Linked DNA regions of Mus musculus: regions 2, 3 and 4 are each linked to region 1. Evidence: chromatin contacts called from public ChIA-PET, Hi-C and HiChIP or PLAC-seq data. All regions are on one chromosome and are shown on one strand. The core of a region is the stretch at or near the end of the contact, and the rest is flanking DNA. Distances in the headings are between cores, read along the strand shown. Region 1 overlaps Gm39083 (a long non-coding RNA gene). Region 2 overlaps Prkcb (protein kinase C, beta). Region 3 holds the start of Lcmt1 (leucine carboxyl methyltransferase 1). Region 4 overlaps Arhgap17 (Rho GTPase activating protein 17).

What was found. Hi-C and Micro-C count contacts between places; a contact is called where the count stands out from the background. ChIA-PET counts read pairs in DNA pulled down with a chosen protein or histone mark. HiChIP or PLAC-seq counts read pairs in DNA pulled down with a chosen protein or histone mark.
Region 2: a contact with region 1 is called in an H3K27ac HiChIP or PLAC-seq map of DN3 thymocytes, with 17 times the contacts expected there. The contact joins two enhancer-like sites. A contact is called at or near these places in 3 of 39 promoter capture datasets (the C10 cell line, hippocampal neurons and liver), 2 of 15 datasets of contacts at CTCF or cohesin (embryonic stem cells and pro-B cells), 17 of 484 Hi-C or Micro-C datasets (the C10 cell line, CD4 T cells, the HPC-5 cell line and 14 more), 18 of 115 datasets of contacts at active chromatin or transcription factors (the 230-238 cell line, DN3 thymocytes, SST interneurons and 12 more) and 2 of 9 other capture datasets (adipose tissue and liver).
Region 3: a contact with region 1 is called in a Hi-C map of the N1E-115 cell line, with 3 times the contacts expected there. The contact joins the promoter of Lcmt1 here to the enhancer-like site in region 1. A contact is called at or near these places in 3 of 484 Hi-C or Micro-C datasets (CD4 T cells, the N1E-115 cell line and Th1 cells).
Region 4: an RNA polymerase II ChIA-PET map of memory CD8 T cells shows a contact between it and region 1, with 7 read pairs. The contact joins two enhancer-like sites. A contact is called at or near these places in 3 of 115 datasets of contacts at active chromatin or transcription factors (bone marrow-derived macrophages, embryonic stem cells and memory CD8 T cells).

The regions. Positions count from the first base shown.
Region 1 is chr7:122,938,113-122,942,556 of GRCm38.p6, reverse strand. It overlaps Gm39083 (a long non-coding RNA gene), which reads right to left. Exons shown (of 3, transcript XR_869924.1): 2 at 2,653-2,701; 3 at 2,199-2,478. Among named protein-coding and RNA genes, the nearest start is that of Gm39083, 4.5 kb to the right of the region's middle. Within about 2 kb of position 2,051, at least 130 of the 459 cell types and tissues checked have an H3K27ac peak or open chromatin away from gene starts, as enhancers often do. A contact at or near this core is called in DN3 thymocytes, the N1E-115 cell line, Th1 cells and 3 more, where this site is marked.
Region 2 is chr7:122,463,631-122,468,074 of GRCm38.p6, reverse strand. All of the region lies in intron 5 of Prkcb (protein kinase C, beta), which reads right to left. Among named protein-coding and RNA genes, the nearest start is that of Gm51497, 170 kb to the right of the region's middle. Within about 2 kb of position 2,049, at least 19 of the 459 cell types and tissues checked have an H3K27ac peak or open chromatin away from gene starts, as enhancers often do. A contact at or near this core is called in DN3 thymocytes and pro-B cells, where this site is marked.
Region 3 is chr7:123,375,651-123,380,094 of GRCm38.p6, reverse strand. It overlaps Lcmt1 (leucine carboxyl methyltransferase 1), which reads right to left and starts at 2,113. Exons shown (of 11, transcript NM_025304.3): 1 at 1,840-2,113. The coding sequence starts at 1,946.
Region 4 is chr7:123,320,091-123,324,534 of GRCm38.p6, reverse strand. Arhgap17 (Rho GTPase activating protein 17) reads left to right here. Exons shown (of 20, transcript NM_144529.2): 4 at 849-922; 5 at 2,545-2,656; 6 at 2,871-2,947. Among named protein-coding and RNA genes, the nearest start is that of Arhgap17, 48 kb to the left of the region's middle. Within about 2 kb of position 1,969, at least 99 of the 459 cell types and tissues checked have an H3K27ac peak or open chromatin away from gene starts, as enhancers often do. A contact at or near this core is called in bone marrow-derived macrophages and memory CD8 T cells, where this site is marked.

The sequences.
Region 1 (4,444 bases), core at 802-3,301:
GGTGATGTGTAAAACAGGCTGTGAACTTCACTTACTAGCGTGTGGATATTGAAGTGTCTCAACTTCACTGAAGGCGAAGTTCTTCCCCTTACTGCGTTGTCTTGATACACTTGTGAAAATCACGTTACCGAGGGGCTGGAGCAATGCCTCGTCAGGTAAGAGCACTGATGGCTCTTCCAGAGGATGCAGATTCTTTTATCAGCACTCACATGGCAGCGCACAGCCATCTCTAACTCCAGTCTCAGGGACTCTGACGCCCTCTTCTGGCCCCTGTAGACACTACATGCATGAGGTGCACAAACATGCATGAAGGGGGGAAAAAAAAACCAAACCAAACCAAAACCCATACACGTAAAATAAAAATAAATAAACCTGGAGACAAGATTTTCAAAAAAAAGAATGTTGCCTCACCAGGATGCATGGATTAACCTCTAGATTTTTGAATCCTGGTCCACGTTTTATTATCTATCTTTATATCAGTGTCCCTTGAGTGAGTTTTAAAAACAACAAACTTCGATTCCTTAAACTCAACTTTTGCTTTGTTTCTTCTTTTGACCTGGTCTCAGGTAGCTCAGGTTGGCCCCATACTCCCTCTCTCTAACTCTATTCTTATATATTTATAAGTAAAGATCACTTGGATCCTGACCCTCCTGTTTCCATCTCCGGAGTCTTGGTGTTCCAGATTTGAGCCACCATGTTCTGTTTGAGGGTTTTCTTTGTAAAGAATTCAGTTACTCGGGGGCTCTTCTCATTCCATGTGAGTTTTAGAGTCAAGTTTCCCACATTTGTCAAAAAAAAAGTTGTGGAGGGGCTGGTGTGACGGCCCAGTGGGTACTCTGCTTGTTCAGCAAGCGTGAAGGCTGGGGTTTGGACTCCCCCAGCACACACATCAATACCACATGGGCTTGATGACCAGTTTATAACCCCAGCACTGGGGAGTCCCCAGAGCAGGCAAGTCCGGGGTCAAGTGAGACACTGCCTGGATTGAGGAGCTGGAGAGTGACTGGCACCCGTTCTATGTGCACCAACGAATGCACGTGCCTCTGTACAGGTGAGAAAAACACACTCACAGTCCACTCACACAAATATGTACAGAAAAAGGTTGTTGGGCTTTTTGTACCTATTGCATGCTTGGGTAGCCCTGTCGTGTTTTCTGTTTCACTAATGCCAGCCTTGTTTAATTTATCTCACTGACATATTAGAGTTTTCAGTGGCCGATTTTCATACCTCCTGGGTTAAATTTGTTCCAAAGTGTTGTATTCAATTTGATGCTATTATAAGTGGAATTGTTTTCCTAATTGAGTTTTCAGGTTACCCGGTGCTGATGTATGGAAACACAGCTGACTGCGTTTGTGTGTCCTGCTGCTACCGCGTACACTTGCTGAATTTATTAGCACTAATAGTTTCTGTGGTGTGGGAATTTGCAGGATTTCCTACAGCGAGGTCACTAATGTCTAAAAATGATGATACATTTATGTAAATGAATTATTTATTCCAGCTAGCCCGAATAAAAGGTACAAAATCCTGATAATTTACAAGCTCTAAGCCCAGATTGGGCAGGCTGTGAGCTATTCTAACTTAAATCCCAGTCAAATGTCCCTTGTTCCTTGCTGTTTGAGTCTCAGTCCCGGATATCTCTGTCCCATCCGCCTGTCCTCAGGCTCCACCTCCCTCATGGCAACCTTCCCCTCTCTCTACCTCCTTTCTCCTCCTCCTTCTGGTCTCTCCTGAAACCCCTCACTCGATCCTCAAGTCCTGCTTGTCTCTCTATTGCCCAGTCACAGGCTCTAGCCTTTTATTAATCAAATAATATTAAAGTAGGGAGCAAGGTTTACATAGAGTAAAAAAAAAAGTTTACTTGTTGAATGTGAGGATCTGCTTGCCTTGGGCAACTAGATCTTGGGGGTAGTATTTAACATTTAAAAGCCTACCAGCCTCAGACCAACCCCCGACACATTTACACTTTCGCTTTCAGTCGGATGCTATGAGTGGTAGAACAAGAGAGGCTCAGATGAATAGCAATTGCAGGAGCTGGTGTGCTTATCCTTTGACTGCTAAACATCCTGCTGGGTGTGGTATTCACGAAGGTTGGTCCCGTGCTTTGTACCAATCAGAAAGAGCTCGTGGAGTTTCCCCTCTGTTAACGTCTTGCGTTGCATTTTAGTTTTTGGTTTTTAAGGAGGTCAGAAATTAAGATTTAACCGTTTCCTCTTGCCTTTCCCTGCTGACAATTGAGTCGCCTGATGCAGTTAGGGTTAGAAATTTCATGGCCTCGATCAAATGAGATACCAGGAATCCTTCATGGCGCTGCTGCTTTCTGATGTGGCAAAGTAGGGTAGGTATATTGACAGTGGCTGGAGGTGGGCTGAAGCCAAGGAGACCCTGGAAAGTTCCCACACAGACAGCCATCTTCTACCTCCTTCCTGTGACCAGGAAGGAATTCAAGAGAAGACTATAGATCTCCTTTGGTTTAGGTTGCTGAAAGGACAAATTAAAGACATCTTTAAAACTAATTGCATCATCATCATCATCATCACCATCATCATCATCTGTGTGTGTGTGTGTGTGTGTGTGTGTTAATCCAAAGAACCACTACTATGGGACAGAGACACGGAGGCACCAGGAGGGAGAGAGGCCCATTAGGAAGGTTACCGAGCAGGTCATTGTTGGGGCAACTGGGTTCCAAACACCACAGAGAAACCTGGGGAGAAAGTAAGGAAAATGCCGTTCAGAGTTGTCTTGTATACAACTATATCTACATCTATGTCTCTATAGGGAGGTGTTGACACAATGGCTGCTTTTATTATAGACTGGTTTTATTTTATTTATTATTACCACTACTCTCTCTCTCTCTGTGTGTGTGTGTGTGTGTGTGTGTGTGTGTGTGTGTGTGTGTGTGTGCGTGAGAGAGAGAGAGAGAGAGAGAGAGAGAGAGAGAGAATATCTCATGGAAGTGCTGAGATTACAGATGTGAGCCACTGTATCTAGTTTTCTGAGTTCTAGGGATTGAGTCCAGGCTGTGTGGCAGGTACTTTTACACACTAAACTAAACCACCAGTTAATGACTCTTTTAAGACATGTTTTAAAGAAGCTAATCGTTTAAGACAGTATAACAAATAAGGGTTTCAAGACATTTTCATACGGATGTGGCATTATACTTCACTGTATTTTATTTCCCACCCCCAGTTCCTTCCTGTCTGCGGCTGGTTCCCTTTCTTTCACTAGGAAGCCCCCACTTCTGCTTTGTTCATGCCTTTTCATGGCTGAAACACATTGGATCATGACAGTACCTTATTAACCCTTGAAGATAGATATTGGACTTGTCTTTACCTTTTTTTTTTAGATTTATTTATTTATTATATGGAAGTACATTATAGCTGTCTTCAGACACTCCAGAAGAGGGAGTCAGATCTCGTTACGGATGGTTGTGAGCCACCATGTGGTTGCTGGGATTTGAACTCTGGACCTTCGGAAGAGCAGTCGGGTGCTCTTACCCACTGAGCCATCTCACCAGCCGTCTTTACCTTTTTGATATCATGAACAATAGATGTTTGGCAGCTGTGAATACTTGTGTGCTTTTTTTTGTGTAGACATGTGTATGAATTTCCCTTAGATATATATAGCCAGGAGCAGAATTTCTGGGTTCTATGGTAACCCCGTGTTTTATAATTTAAGAAACTGTCAAACTTTTCCACAAAGAGGCTGCTCCTTTCTGCATCCCTCCAGCGGCATAAGAAGGCTCCGGTCCAGTTTCTCTCCACGCGCACCAGCACTTACTTGTCTTTCTTCCTGATCACGGCCTCCTGGTGAGGACGGTAAGCCACAGTGGCTTTGATTAGAATGCCCCTAATGACCGGTGATGATGAGCATCTTTTCCTGTGCTCCTTTGCTCTTTTTTGCTTGCCTGGTGCTTTAACCCAGATTTCATGCCTGAGGGCTCTGAGCTTCTGGTGTGAAGCTCAAAGCAGGCTGGATTGCTGTGACTGCCTTTTCACAGGTGAAACTAGCTCAGAACACAGAATTTTTTTAGTAAGTCCTCTCTGCATTAGAAACATCTCCACTCTGTCTTCATTGCATAGCAGAGATTTGGGGTCTTTTTGATAATGACAACCAATTAGCTCTACTGGGATAGTGGCACCATCTTCTGTTGCTAGGCTACTGGTGCTCAGAGCTCCAGGTGATCAGGCTTCAGCTTAGAGGGATGATTACGGTCTCATTCAGTAGAACTGTCTCCCCCCCAAGAGAATCAGGGCCTCAAACTGCAGGATTTAAGGTTTCAGGGAGAGAGGTGATCTAGATTCTCTAAGTGTGCTGTTGGGAGTGGTGGTAGAGACAACATGTCTGCCTGTTAGATTTTAGGTCTCTGTATTGTGTTAAGGGGGCACTACCATCTACAGGTTGTTGGCTCAGAGTGTGTATCATATCTTGATGGACAACATTTTAA
Region 2 (4,444 bases), core at 800-3,299, 470 kb after region 1:
ACTGCAGAGGTGGGAAGACCACATGACCCAGCTTCTTTATGCCAGCCAACGACACTCCACCCTGCCGGGCTCATTTCAAGAGTTGGCTCTCCAGCCAACGCACAGGAAGGTTCCGAAGAGCCTGCTTCACTGCACTGTGAGCCCTTCACACAGCAACAGCTATGAAGTATGATACAGCCTGAGGGGTTTAAGTTGTCAAGGGCTCCTTAGCTCCCAGACTCCCTAAGGGCACATGGGATAGTGAGGGCAGGACCCCCCTCGCCCCCCAACAGTGTTTAATAGATCCTCACTGATTTCTGTGACATCACACACACACAACTGTGTTTAATAGATCCGTAGTGATTTCTGTGACATCAATCAATCAGTCAGTCAATCAATCATCAATCAATCAGTCGAGGAGGAATGGATGGGGCTATGGCAGAGTCAAACGCGATTGTCAAAACTCAGATACTGGACACTGCAGATGTGTATATAGGATAATATGTAAATTCTCTTTCAAAGTTTAAAAGATAGATTCTGATTTTGAATTGTTCATATGATGGATCGTTTAGCAAGAACTGAGTGGATGTCTGTAATTTACTTTGAAGTGTGTTAAAAATAAGACAGGTGGGTGATTGGAAAGCAAGATAGACAGACACATGATCAAGGCCAGTGTGGTCCCTGGCAATGGGAGCTCTTAGAAGGCAGATGCACGAGGTCTGCTGTGAAACTGGTGGCTGAGAGAAACACTTCCTGATAAAACGTTGGGGAAAACTGAAAGCCAGGAGGTGGTCATCCCTACTCCTCACTCCTCAGAGTGTCGCCGTACAGCACATACCACACACTGACACGATAGTGCAAGCAGAGAGTCCCACGGCTGGCAACACTAAGGACACTGCACGAAACAGCCTTTAGGGTGTGTAGATAAGGTATGTGAGACATGAAAGAAGTCCACCATCTGTGTGAGTCACACCTTCAATGCATCTCACTGTGTTTCCACAGATATTCCAAAAGTGGAGAAAATCTGTCATGTAAAGGACTAAAGATTCCACACTTTTCAGATAGAGAGTGTCTGAGCATTACTCCAGGACTGGGTCCTGTCCTGCTCTGTGTGGAGCCTTCTTTCCTCTGGGCCTCAGTGAGCCCATCTGTGTGGCAATGCCCTTTCCTTACAGACAGTGACAGTGATGGGGTGTGTAGACTTCATCCTCAGTACGCATGCCTTTGTGTGTGTGTGTGTGTGTGTGTGTGTTTACATTTCGGGGGAGGGGAGGGGAGAGGGGACTGAGCTCAGAGTCTCACAAATACCAGGCAATTTTCTACTACTGAATTATTTCCCCAGCCCTCTTTCTGGATTATTTTTTTATTACACTAATTGATTAGGCATATGTGAGTGTATGTGTGTGTGTCCACACATATGCGCACATGCACAGGAGAAGTTGCGGTCAGTTCTCTCCTTCCGTCATGAAGATCCCAGGGATAGAACACTGAGTCAAGCTTTCCACGAAAGAACCTTTGCTCAGGGGTCCATCCTGCCATGTGTGCAAGCCCCTCCCCCACCGCACCCTAAGCCCCCTTTTTTTCTTTCTATTTTGAGACATGTTCTCACTGAGTGGCCCAGGCTGGCCTCGAACTCATCCTGAAGCCCAGTTAGGCCTTGAGCTTGTGACCCTCTGCCTCAGTTTCCCAAGCAGCTGGAGTTATGGAAGTGAGGCACCATGCCATGCTTAAACTGGAACATTTATTTAAAAGAGACCAAACTTCTGTGGAGGGATGGTTTTGTAGTCAGCGACTGCCCCCTTGTGGTCCTGAGCTGCCAGTTCACATCCTTTTTTTTTTTTCTTTTTCCTTTTCCTTTTCCTTTTCCTTTCCCTTTCCCTTTCCCTTTCCCTTTCCCTTTCCCTTTCCATTTCCCTTTTCCTTTTCCTTTTCCTTAATAAAGCCTTGAAGCCAACACTTGGCTGGGTAATATTTTGAAGCATTATCGAAAGCTGCTTTTCCTCCACCACACTCCCCACATCCCCCTCTTTCTGCTTCAAACAAGTCATCAGCTCAAAGGAAGGATGTGACTGAGCAAAAAATAAACACAGCCGCAGGTTCATTCTGACTCTGCACTCAAATACCCACGAGCTTAAGAGGTTTGAGGAACAGCACACATTAAAGAGTGGGATTTGTAGACACGGTGCCTGGAGAACATGTGAGCTGAAGTCGGTTTTAACTTGGCAGAATGATGGGGAGTCTGCCTGTGTGGCAGACAAGAGAAGGCTGAGGAAGATGCTGCAGCCACCTCAGGGAACTGGCAAGGTTGTGACATCTGTCCAGGCAAAGAGATCTAACTTCTCTCCTGCTGTAATAGTAAGTTTTAGATTATTCGAAAATAGTGGACACTAGATGCCTACGTTAATGGCTGGGGGATCAAGGGACCCTGTCAAGTCTATACTCTTAATTTCTGATAGCATGAGGAGGAAGCCACACTCAGAAAGTAATAACGTCATCCTAAACTCCTTTCACTGCATGCCTCTGTTTGCCCTTCTGGAAAGGATCTGCATAGTACGTGCTCAGAAAACCTAGCTCACATTCATTTTCCCATTCCTTTGCCCCACTGATAACTGTCGTACTGTAAGAGACTTAGCTTGCCATGGCTTCCATCACAAACTTTAAGCCCCCTCTGAAGTCCCCACGGGACCAACACAATATTAATCTCTGCCTAGCTTTCCTGACAGCCTAGGAGACCTTTCAAGGCACAGGTCACATTTCCTTCACTCTAGGAACCAATCTAGTACTTGGGTCCTTCATGGATGGATGGGTGGGTGGATGGACGGACAGACAGACTCCTAGAAAGCCATCTTACCTCCCTACCTATAGCAAACCGCCTTACTCATACTGTAGACACCTAATCACCCAAGACTACTCCCTACCTCCCACCACATCCCTCAGGTACAGCAACTACCCAGGTACCCAGAGCTTTTTTGATTGTTGGTTTTGCTTGTTTTGTTTTACTCTTTGCATCTTGTTAAGAGTCTTCACATTGGCAAATACTTTGTCTCCAGCATTTCTCCAAACACTAAAGCAATCTTCCATGACACTCCAGCATCTGCTTCCTTCTTCCTGAAAGTTCTTTTAAAACCGTTTGAGAGCTTGGGGTGTAAGTAGACTGCAGACCCTTAGCTTCTTCCTGATGCTCATCAAGGACTTTTGTCTCCTTAATGTTCTTCTTCTGATATGTGGATATTGTGTCTTAGGGTAGAGTAAAGGGGTCACTATCCTGGAGATACCCAAGTCTGCCTGGAAGATATTGCAGTCTAAGAAGTTTCAGTCCAGTACAATCAATGTCCGGTAGTAAAAAACACTACTTGGGAGTTCCCAAGAGAAACATCAACAATTTGTCGCTTTGTTTTTCTAGAACAGCCCCAGATATGAGAAAATATAACCATAAATGCAAACATAACTCACAGTTTAAAATGTATGTCTGTGAAGACAGGAAGACTACACGTTTGAGACAGCCTGGGCCACAAAGTAAGACCCTGGGTCAAAAAAAAAAAAATGACAGCTATTAACATAGCCTGGGGGAGGATTCATGAAGTTCCCTCCCAGGCTAAGAGCTTCAACTTATAGGCACAGGGAAGCACTTTTGGAAGAGGATCGTGGCTGAACAGGCAATAAGACCAACAACTGACGAATGAGACCTCGAGAAACTAAAAGGTGTTTGTACAGCAAAGGACATTTGAGAAAAGAAACAGCCTACACAAGGGAAAAAGTCTTTGACAACATATATATAAAACAGACATCTTTCAAAAAAAGGAAATACCAATCAGGGAAATGTAAATTAAAACCACTTTGTGATCTTATTTTTCCCATGTCAAAATGGCTAAGATTTTTTTTAAAAAGAAAAAAAAAAGAGAACAGGCATTGGGAAAGGAGACAGTTATTCACTGATGGTGGAAGTACAAACCGGTACAGACACACTGGAAACCAGGGTGGAGGTTCCTCAAAAGGCTAGAAAACAGATCTTCCTTGTGACCCAGCTATGCCACTCTTAGGCATATCCCCAAAGGACTCTGCATCTCACTAGAGATCCCTGCTCATCCATGTTCATTGCTGCTCTATCCACAACAGCCAGAAGATGAAACCAGCCTGGATGAACGGATAATGAAAATATGGGATAGGTATACAATGGAACATTATCCAGTAAGTTGGTTGTACGTGTGTGTACATGACTCCGTAAAGAAAAAAATAAAGTTATTAACTTCACAGGTAAATGGAAAGATACAGAATTATATACAGCCAGATTAATACAGCCGGATCAGTCATTCCGGCTGAAGTAACCCTGACCCAGAAACAGAACATGCTCTATCTCACATGTGGATGCCAGCTTTGAGTCTTTCCACACGTGTGTTTGAATTGGAGTACCCAGTAGAAGGCAGGGGACTAGGGAGGGGGCTGGGAAGGCATTCAAGAGAAAGAC
Region 3 (4,444 bases), core at 864-3,363, 440 kb before region 1:
AAAAAGCTCTGAATGCAAACCACAGCCTCCACTACTCGAAAGGATCTACTGATAGTGGATAGCAGAGAGTATCACTGAATCTTCAAAGCCACTTAAGAGACCAGATCGCTGCCACCCGCCACGCCACATCTGCTTCTGTCTGTCTCTGTCTCTTTCTCACACACACACGCTTTTACTGTGTGATGTACGCGGGCGTACCTGCATGTGCAGATGTATACAGCTATGCATGCACATGCTCGGTCCTGAGATTGATAGCGGGTGTCTTCCTCTATCACTTTCCACCTTATTTTTTGAGACAGGGTTTCTCATTGAACCTGGAACTTGCCAATTTAGCTAGACCAAGTTGGTCAGGGAGCTCCAGGGAACCCCTTGTTCCCAATCCCCAGGATGGGGGTTACAGGCATATGAGCTCAGGTCACAATGGTTGCACAGCAAGCACTTTCCCAACTAAGCTCTCTCCCCAGCCCCTACTTCAGAGACAAGAAATCTAAGGCAAAAAAAAAAAAAAAAAAGTTAGGGGGCTGGGGAGATGGCTCAGTGGGTAAGAACACTTTTTGTACAAGCCTGAGGACTGAGTTGGATCCCCAGCACAATAAAAAAGAAGGGCATGGCTTTTCACGCACCTGCAACCCGTGATGGGGGCTGGGGGCAGGAAGACTGCTGAGGTCTCTAAGGTTTGCTCCTTACCTAACCAGTCTGGCTGAAAAGGTGAGAGATCTTATCTCAAGGGAACAAGGCAGAACGATAGAGCAGGATACCCAACATCCTCCTCTAGGATGCACAGGTAGTCACCCACACATGCATGCCCCCAACACACACACACATACACATTAGGAACTTGCCCAAGTTTATATAGCTTAGGCAGTCTGGCTCCAGGACTGATGCTTTAAATCCCATTGCTTAGTTTCTAAGACCCTACAAAGAGTGCAACACTTCATTCCAAAACTTGTATTCCCCACACTATAACACCTCTCTGGCCCCCAGCCCACGCCTCTCTCCAGGGCATTGTCCTAATTGTTCCAAAGCCCACACTCGTCCCTAGTTCTGAACATTGTCCTACTTCCCTGTCTCAGGCTTTTTCTTGCCAGTTTAAACATCCCTGGATAAATTTCAAACTCTAAAGACATCTCCAAGAGCCCAACACTAAAGTATGAGTTTACTGCTCCTCCCAACGAGGCTGTGAGTCTAGTATGTCAACACCATGTCTGTTTTGCTCCTTTAAGTATTTGCAATCACTGAAAGCAAACCCTACCAATTAGCTCAAAGTAAGGCACAGTGTACTGTCTCAATAGCTTTGTTGCAGGAATGAAGGACATGCAAGCTTTATGTTTTCTTGTGCACTGACAAGACCCACCACCACCACCTACTACAACTCCATAAATACTGTGACCTATGTATAGTGCTGATTCTACAAACACTGCGGGTGCTGGGACCTGCAATCTACCCCTCCCTCATAGACTTGAGCTTCAGCTGCACAATGGGGAATAATGACCAATTTCAACAGGATTGTAACCTACCAAGCAAAGTTCCTTTTCTAACCCAGCAAAGCTGTAGTTATTACTTGCAACACACCCTGTCTTTCCTGAAGGCTAAGATCTTGCAAGCTTTGTTCAGAGCCTTACTCCCAGTCGTGGTACCCCGGGTTCACACACACTCGTTAATTGTGACTTAAATGAACCTCTCCCTGCTCCGTGCACTTCCCAGGTGTGAAGCCAGGGCCGCTCCAGATGAGTGCGACAGCCCCTTCCCAGTGTCCTAGCGTATGCCTTGGTCAGTGGCCCTCTAGCCACCTAGGCTCGGGACACCAGCTCCCATCCCAAACCCAGCGCCCCCAGGCACCTCTTGCAGAGAGAAGCATCTTCGCAGGTGCCGCGCACTCCCTCGTCGTCCAAGTCACAGCTCGACGAGCAGGAAGAGAACGAGGACTCCCTCGAGCTGGAGGCCATGTGCGTGGGATGTTCTGGGGTGCGGCACCCACCAGGGACATGGAAACGGGGAAACGAGCAGTGGGGGAAAGAGGCAAGAAACAGGCACCGACTAAAGCTGCAAAGATAAGGCGCGATAGGCGGGCGCTGCTCAGTGACGCCGCCCCCGCACCGCCCACCCACCTTTCAGCTGACTGGCTCCCGGGACATGACGTTTGTCGGACCAAGTTCCTCGTCCAGTCAGACCATTGGAGGATTCTTTAGGCTCCGCCCGCACAACCCGGAAGTTTCTAGAGAGCCCGGACATGCTGGTGGCGCCGCAATCCTTTTTGGGAAATGTAGTCTTAGTGGCTTCTTGTCGCTCAGTAACTTACAAACACAGTCAATTCAGGGCTGAAGGGCAGAGAGTCCACCCAAAAGAAGCAAGTTTAATGTATTAACTTTCTGTCTCCATTTAGATCATTCAACACTGTAACAAACTTCTAGTCGGGGAGTCAACACTGTGTCAGGTCCTGTGCTAATCAATGCCTTTGAGATGTTAGGAAGTGACTAGGAACATAGCTCAGAGCGCTCGCCTGGGAGTAGGGTTCTCAGAAAGAAAAGGGGGAAAAAGTTGTGAAAGAGAGAGTTGTGAAGAACAAAATGGAAAACTTTGTAACCATGAGAGTAAATTGGGGATGGGGCTACAAAATTTCTTGAACTCTGTTTCAGAATCAACAGATGTAATCAAAATAGTCTGCGGGACTGAGGAACAAGTGAATAGAAATCAAGGTTTAGGTGACATGAATGGGGAAGGTGGGGGAAGAGAAACCAGTGAAAGGACAGAGGGAGGACAGTTTCTCAAATGAGTAAATATGTTTCATAATTGTGCGTGTGCAGTGTACTTTACAGGTATTCCATAATGGATCACTATAAAACTCTAAATAAAATTGAAGGGTTATTTTCTATTTTGTTTGTTGTTTGGGAGAGAGGAAGGGATAAGCTCTAGCTTTAAGAAGTCTAAATCATACCCATAAAAATTCTGTGGCGATAGGGCAGTGATAAACACTTGCCCACCCTTTCCAGGGTTTTTGGATCTGAGCTCAGAAACACACACACACACACACACACACACACACAGAGAGAGAGAGAGAGAGAGAGAGAGAGAGAGAGAGAGAGGAAGAGAGAGAGAGAATGTTTGGGAAGCGAGAGCAATAGGATCCTTTGAGCCTAGTGTTGGAGGTCAGCCTGGATAATATAGCAAGACTATATTTCAAATTAAAAAAAGAAAAACTAGATGAGTTCTCCTATAATGAAGCCTGGCCTTTAACTCACTGTGTAGCCAAAAATGACCTTGAACTTCTAATTCAATGACCTTGAACTTCTGGTGCCTACACGTCTCCAGTGCTGGGATTGTAGGTATGTGTAACCACATGTAATTTGTACACTATTGAGGCTCAAACCCTGAGTTTAGTGCAATCTAGAAAATATTCTACCAACTGAGCTACATACTGACTCAATTCCTTAAAAAAGAAAACAGCAAATCAACCTATATATGTTCATATATTTTGTTTTATTTATTATTCACTGGAGACACAAGTAACCACTGATACTTCAGGGAGAGATGGCGAAAGGAATAACTGGAGTTCTGAAGTGTCGTTGAAGCTAATCTTGAGGGGTTATGATAAATTACCCTGACAAAAGCAACTTAAAGGGCAATATACTTTATTTTGGCTTGCAGTTTATTTTAGTTATTTTTCTATTGTTGTGAAAAGATACCATAACCAAGGCAGCTTATATAAGAAATCATTTAATCAGGGGCTTGCTTACATTTTCAGAGGGCCACTTCATGACTATCATAATGGTGAACAGGGCAGCATGTAAGCAGGCTTGGATAATATAGCCTGAGAGTTGGGGGTGGATGGAGGAGAAGGGATGGAGGGAAAGAGAGTGAATGACAGAGAAGGGGGAGGGAGAGAGGGAGGGAAGAGGAAGAGGAAGAGGAGGGAGAGGAAGTGATAGAGAGAGGGGGGGGGGTTTAAAACCCAAAGCCCACCCCCAGTGACACAGTGTCTTCAACAAGGCCACACCTCTTAATCCTTCCCAGAACTGTTCTATCAATTATAGGCCGAGCATTCAAATACATGAGCCTATGGGGTTTCTTTTGTTAAAACCACCACATAGTTCCAGGGGGATAAATGTCAGGGAAGACATGAAAGTAGGTAAGGAAGACATGTTGGTAGGACCAGGAGACTTACTGGTCACACTGAATCCATGATTAGTAAGCAGGGAGCAGTGGGTGCATGCAGTGCCTCAGCTCCTTTTTTCCACTTATACACCCCAGGATCCTAGCCAGAGAATAGTGCCACCCATAGTGCATGGGTATTCCTCCTTCAAATAATATTATCAGGAGAATGATCTATAGGCATCCTCAGGAGCCCATCTCCCAAGAAACTCTAGATTCTGCCAAGCTGGCATTTAACGCTAACCATCACAGGGAAATAACACATCTTTCCCTGAAGTAGTCCTCTGCAAAGCAA
Region 4 (4,444 bases), core at 720-3,219, 380 kb before region 1:
CTGGGGCTCTAGCCCTGGTAGTGTTGGCCTGGCATGCACAAAGCCCTGGTTTCAGTCCCCAACACCACACAGACCAAGTGTGACAGTACCTGCCCATAATTCTAGCACTCAGAATGTGGAAACAGTAAAGTCACCCTTGACTACAAATGGTGAGTTCAAGGCCAGCTTGGGATACATGAGACCCTGTCTCAAGAACACACATGGCTGGCAGGGTGACTCAGCGCAGATAAAGGTGTTTGCCATCATGCTGATGACCTGAGCTGAATTCCAGAAGCCTACAGGGTAGAAGGAGAGAACTGACCCACAAGTTGAACTCTGGCTTCCACATTTGCACTGGTATAGGTGCTCCCTGCCCCCAGTAAATGAATTATTTTTAATAATTTTAAGTTTTAAGTAAAAATTAAAACAAAATCTAAAATCCAAAATTGTCTGAAATTGGAGACTTTTTGAATGCAGACTTTGGACCATTACATGTTTTGGATTTTCAAGTTAGGGATACTCAGTCAGTAAAGACAGTGCACCTATTCCAAGTCTAAAAATCTGAAACACTGTCCCAAGATTTCACACAAGCACACTTAGTCTCTGTTCACCTGATTAATTAGTAACAACCTCAGCAGCAACAGTAGCAGCTGTTGGACCCCTGGGGAGCACACCCTGTGTTGGGGGACACCCCACCACCACCATGTGCACGAGGCACCTGAAGTTCATTTAGTTAAAGGACAGCCACAGGGACAACTCTTCCTGGTGCAATTGCCTGGAGGGCAAGGGTACCCAGAGTGGCCTGAAGCAGACCAGTGAGAATGACTGAGAAACTACCCATACGAATTGACCTTGTCTTTGCCTTCTAGAAAAAGCTTCCTCTGACAGCTCTTGCCCAGAACATGCAGGAGGCTTCAGCCCAGCTGGAAGAGTCTCTCTTGGGGTAAGTGGTGCTTCTGAGAGCCCTTGGCCTGGAGCCTGGAGAACTGGGTAGCTGTGGTATCTGGCTGCCACCAGAGCAATTGGGAGCACAATAGTGGAGGCTCTTGCATCAGGGAGCAGCTTAGACCTTGGGGACAGATACCTAAAGGCTGTGATGCCAGGGAGGATCGTCTCTACTAAGAGCTTAGCCAGGCACAAGGGTCAGTCTGTGTTCCTCTATGCTTGGACATGAACGTGCATACCCCCCCATGCCAGTGTGTAGGCTCAGAGTTAGTACTGACCAGTCCTTCAGTGTCCCTCACTACCAGGGTGGCCACCAAAGCATGGAAGGTAGTGTTCTCTAATGAGTACATTTCCTGAATTATTTGGCTCATGTGGTGATTGTATGAACTTCAAAGTGTTAGGCCTACTTTACTTTCTTTTTAAATATGTTTTTATTTAATTGACCCATATATAATTGTATATTTATGAATCTAAGATATGATTATAATGATTGTATCTAGGTAATTGGAATGCTTATCTCTCTCTCTCTCTCTCTCTCTCTCTCTCACACACACACACACACACACACACACACACACACGCTCACACGTTAAGGTTTTTCTCAGAAACCCACACAGGTTTCCATCTTTGCTTCCTTGTACTAAGTCATTTTCCTCAATGACATCACAACAGTGATGCTGTGTACTAGCCCAATGCTGAATGCTCTCTAAGTACTCGCTCTCTTGGCCTTCAGAACAACCTCGGCATTGGGCAGGACGAATCCTTGTGTTCATACTTGAGGCAGGGAAAAGGGTGAGGGAGCTGCCTGAGCACAGAGCCTTCTTCAGCTTCTTCAGCTTCGATCTGATAGGACAGCCACCTCTCACCACACCACACCCTCTCCACGGAGAACTGGAGGGGCGCTGTGGAAAAGAAGGTCTAGAGGGTGGGCGGAGCCTGTGGAGTCACACATTTGCGCATGTATTTGGGGTTACATCAGCTGTGTGCTTAAGGAAAATGAGAAGGAAGTCTGCTGTTCAGTAGCACAGTGCTTGTGGCACGGAAGTGTTAGTCAGCCTCCTCATCTGCCCTCGAGAACCCTGTTTTATGATGCTGGGGAGGAACCCACATCGGTGCATGGGAAGCTGGAGACCCAGTTTCTGTGTTGACTCTGGAGAAGGCACCTCTAAGGCTACACTCACTCAGATACAAAACCACATGTAAGGAGTGACCTTTGCACATGCTAAGGTTTTTCTGGGTATTTTGAGAACACTCCTCTCACCTAACTTGAGAACCTAATTCTTGTTTAAGTTATGATCTCACTCTTCATACTTTATTTCCTCCCACATTTCATACATGCCAGAGACAGTCCGTCCCTCCTTCCCTTCAGCTTCCTGTTCGCAGGTTGGAACCTCGGGCCTCGTACGCTCTGTATCTTCAGTGAACCACCTTTCTGTCTCCATTCATTTCACTTTATAAGCCCAAAGCTGGACTTGTATTTTAGGTGATAGCACACATGCAAAGCATTGTAAAAGTTTTGTTGAGTAGTGCTCTGCTGTGTTCCTGTCATGGCAGAATGCAACCACATGACAGCTTAGTTTAATGAGTGCATGGCTATTGTTTGGTATCTTGTTCCTAAAGGAAGATGCTGGAGACCTGTGGGGACGCTGAGAACCAGCTGGCTCTTGAACTCTCACAACATGAAGTCTTTGTGGAGAAGGAGATCATGGACCCTCTCTACGGCATAGCAGAGGTGGGTGCTTGTGCTGCCCAGCCTGGCAGAGACCAGGTAGTAAACAGCTAGAGTGTTCCTATAGGACACTAATCAGCGGCTTTAATGTAGACCTATTTGGGGAAGTAAAGGAAGTTTGTGTCTAAAAGAAAACTTTTGTAAAGAGGTAATTGCTGTTTGAAGAATTCAGCTAAAATGTCCAGATTTATCTCTTGTGGTCTGTTTTTCCTTCCAGGTGGAGATTCCCAATATCCAGAAGCAAAGGAAGCAGCTTGCTAGATTGGTGTTGGACTGGGATTCAGTCAGAGCGAGGTAAGGTTACCGGTAAGAGAGTAGAGAAGAATGCAGAATGTTGTCCTATGATCAGGATTCAAGCCTGTCAGAGTCGAGCACTGACCAGACCACAGCCTGTGCATGCCCCTTTAACCCTACTCCTTCCAAGTGTGTCCGGGGGCTGCTGCTAGAGCATCCTGAACTAAGTGAGCCACCAAGGAAAGGGAGCAGAGAGAAGCACTAGGAAAATGGATAACTAGGAAAGAGGTGGGGCTGACAGTTCCACGATCACAGTTCTCAAAATGTTGGAGTTGAGGGATGATAGAGCTGTGGTCCTTACAGCTTATAAGAACCTCACCAGATAGCTGTCTCGGTATGAGGCTATGCCAGTGCCTGGCAAATACAGAAGTGGATGCTCACAGTCATCTATAAGATGGAACACAGAGCCCCCAATGGAGAAGCTAGAGAAAGTACCCAAGGAGCTGAGGGGGTCTGCAACCCTATAGGTGGAACAACAATATGAACTAACCAGTACCCCCGGAGCTTGTGTCTCTAGTTGCATATGTAGCAGAAGATGGCCTAGTCGGCTATCACTGGGAAGAGAGGCCCCTTGGTATTGCAAACTTTATATGCCCCAGTACAAGGGAATGCCAGGGCCAAGAAGCAGGAGTGGGTGGGTAGGGGAGCAGGGCGGGGGGAGGGTATAGGGAACTTTTGGAATAGCATTTGAAATTTGAAATGTATATAAAGAAAACATCTAATAAAAAAATAAAGCACATGTAATATTCAAAAACCAACCAACCAAACAAAAAAACAACAAAGAAAAAACCTCACTGGGTCTTAATCCCTCCATGGTCAAGAAAGGGAAGGACTCACAGGACCCCAGAGAACCAGTGCCACAGGCTGTCGGTCCATTCGAGGAATGTTACAGTGGAGCCCCTATGATCCCGGCAGGCCTGCTGCCCCAGCTCTGCCCTTTTTTTGGCCAGAATGTACATGCTTTACCCTATTGTGTGTGGGAACAGAAACAGAAAGGACCTATAGCCCAGTCCTTTCTCTTACTGCATCACAGTGGCCAGCAAACCCCTATAAAAGGCCAGGCAGTGAGTATGGTTAACTTGCACCCCAGATTTGTTCAGTGTAACCCACCTCACTCTCCTGTCACAGCACAAAGCAGCTGTGACCCAAAGTAAGCCTTTGCCTGCCTGTCACGCAGAGAACCCAGATTCCATCCCCAGCACTGCAACAATGACTGAGTTACTATGTGAGAGGCAGTGCAGGCATCCTCCAGTGAAACCTCACAGACAGACCCAGTCTTGGTGACTTCCTCTGGGCCCACGGTCCTGTGGGATGAGAGGATCTCGGCCGCAGCACAGTGCCCTGGAGAACAGCTCCTGCTCTGGGGCACGGCCTGTGGCGCTGCTGCATTTCTTTTGTCCCTCAGACACCACCGAGCCATCTCTGAATCAGCACCCACTCACAGGGGCGTGGGTGAAGGAGAAAAAAATGTCAGCCCATTAAATGTATAAATCAGTG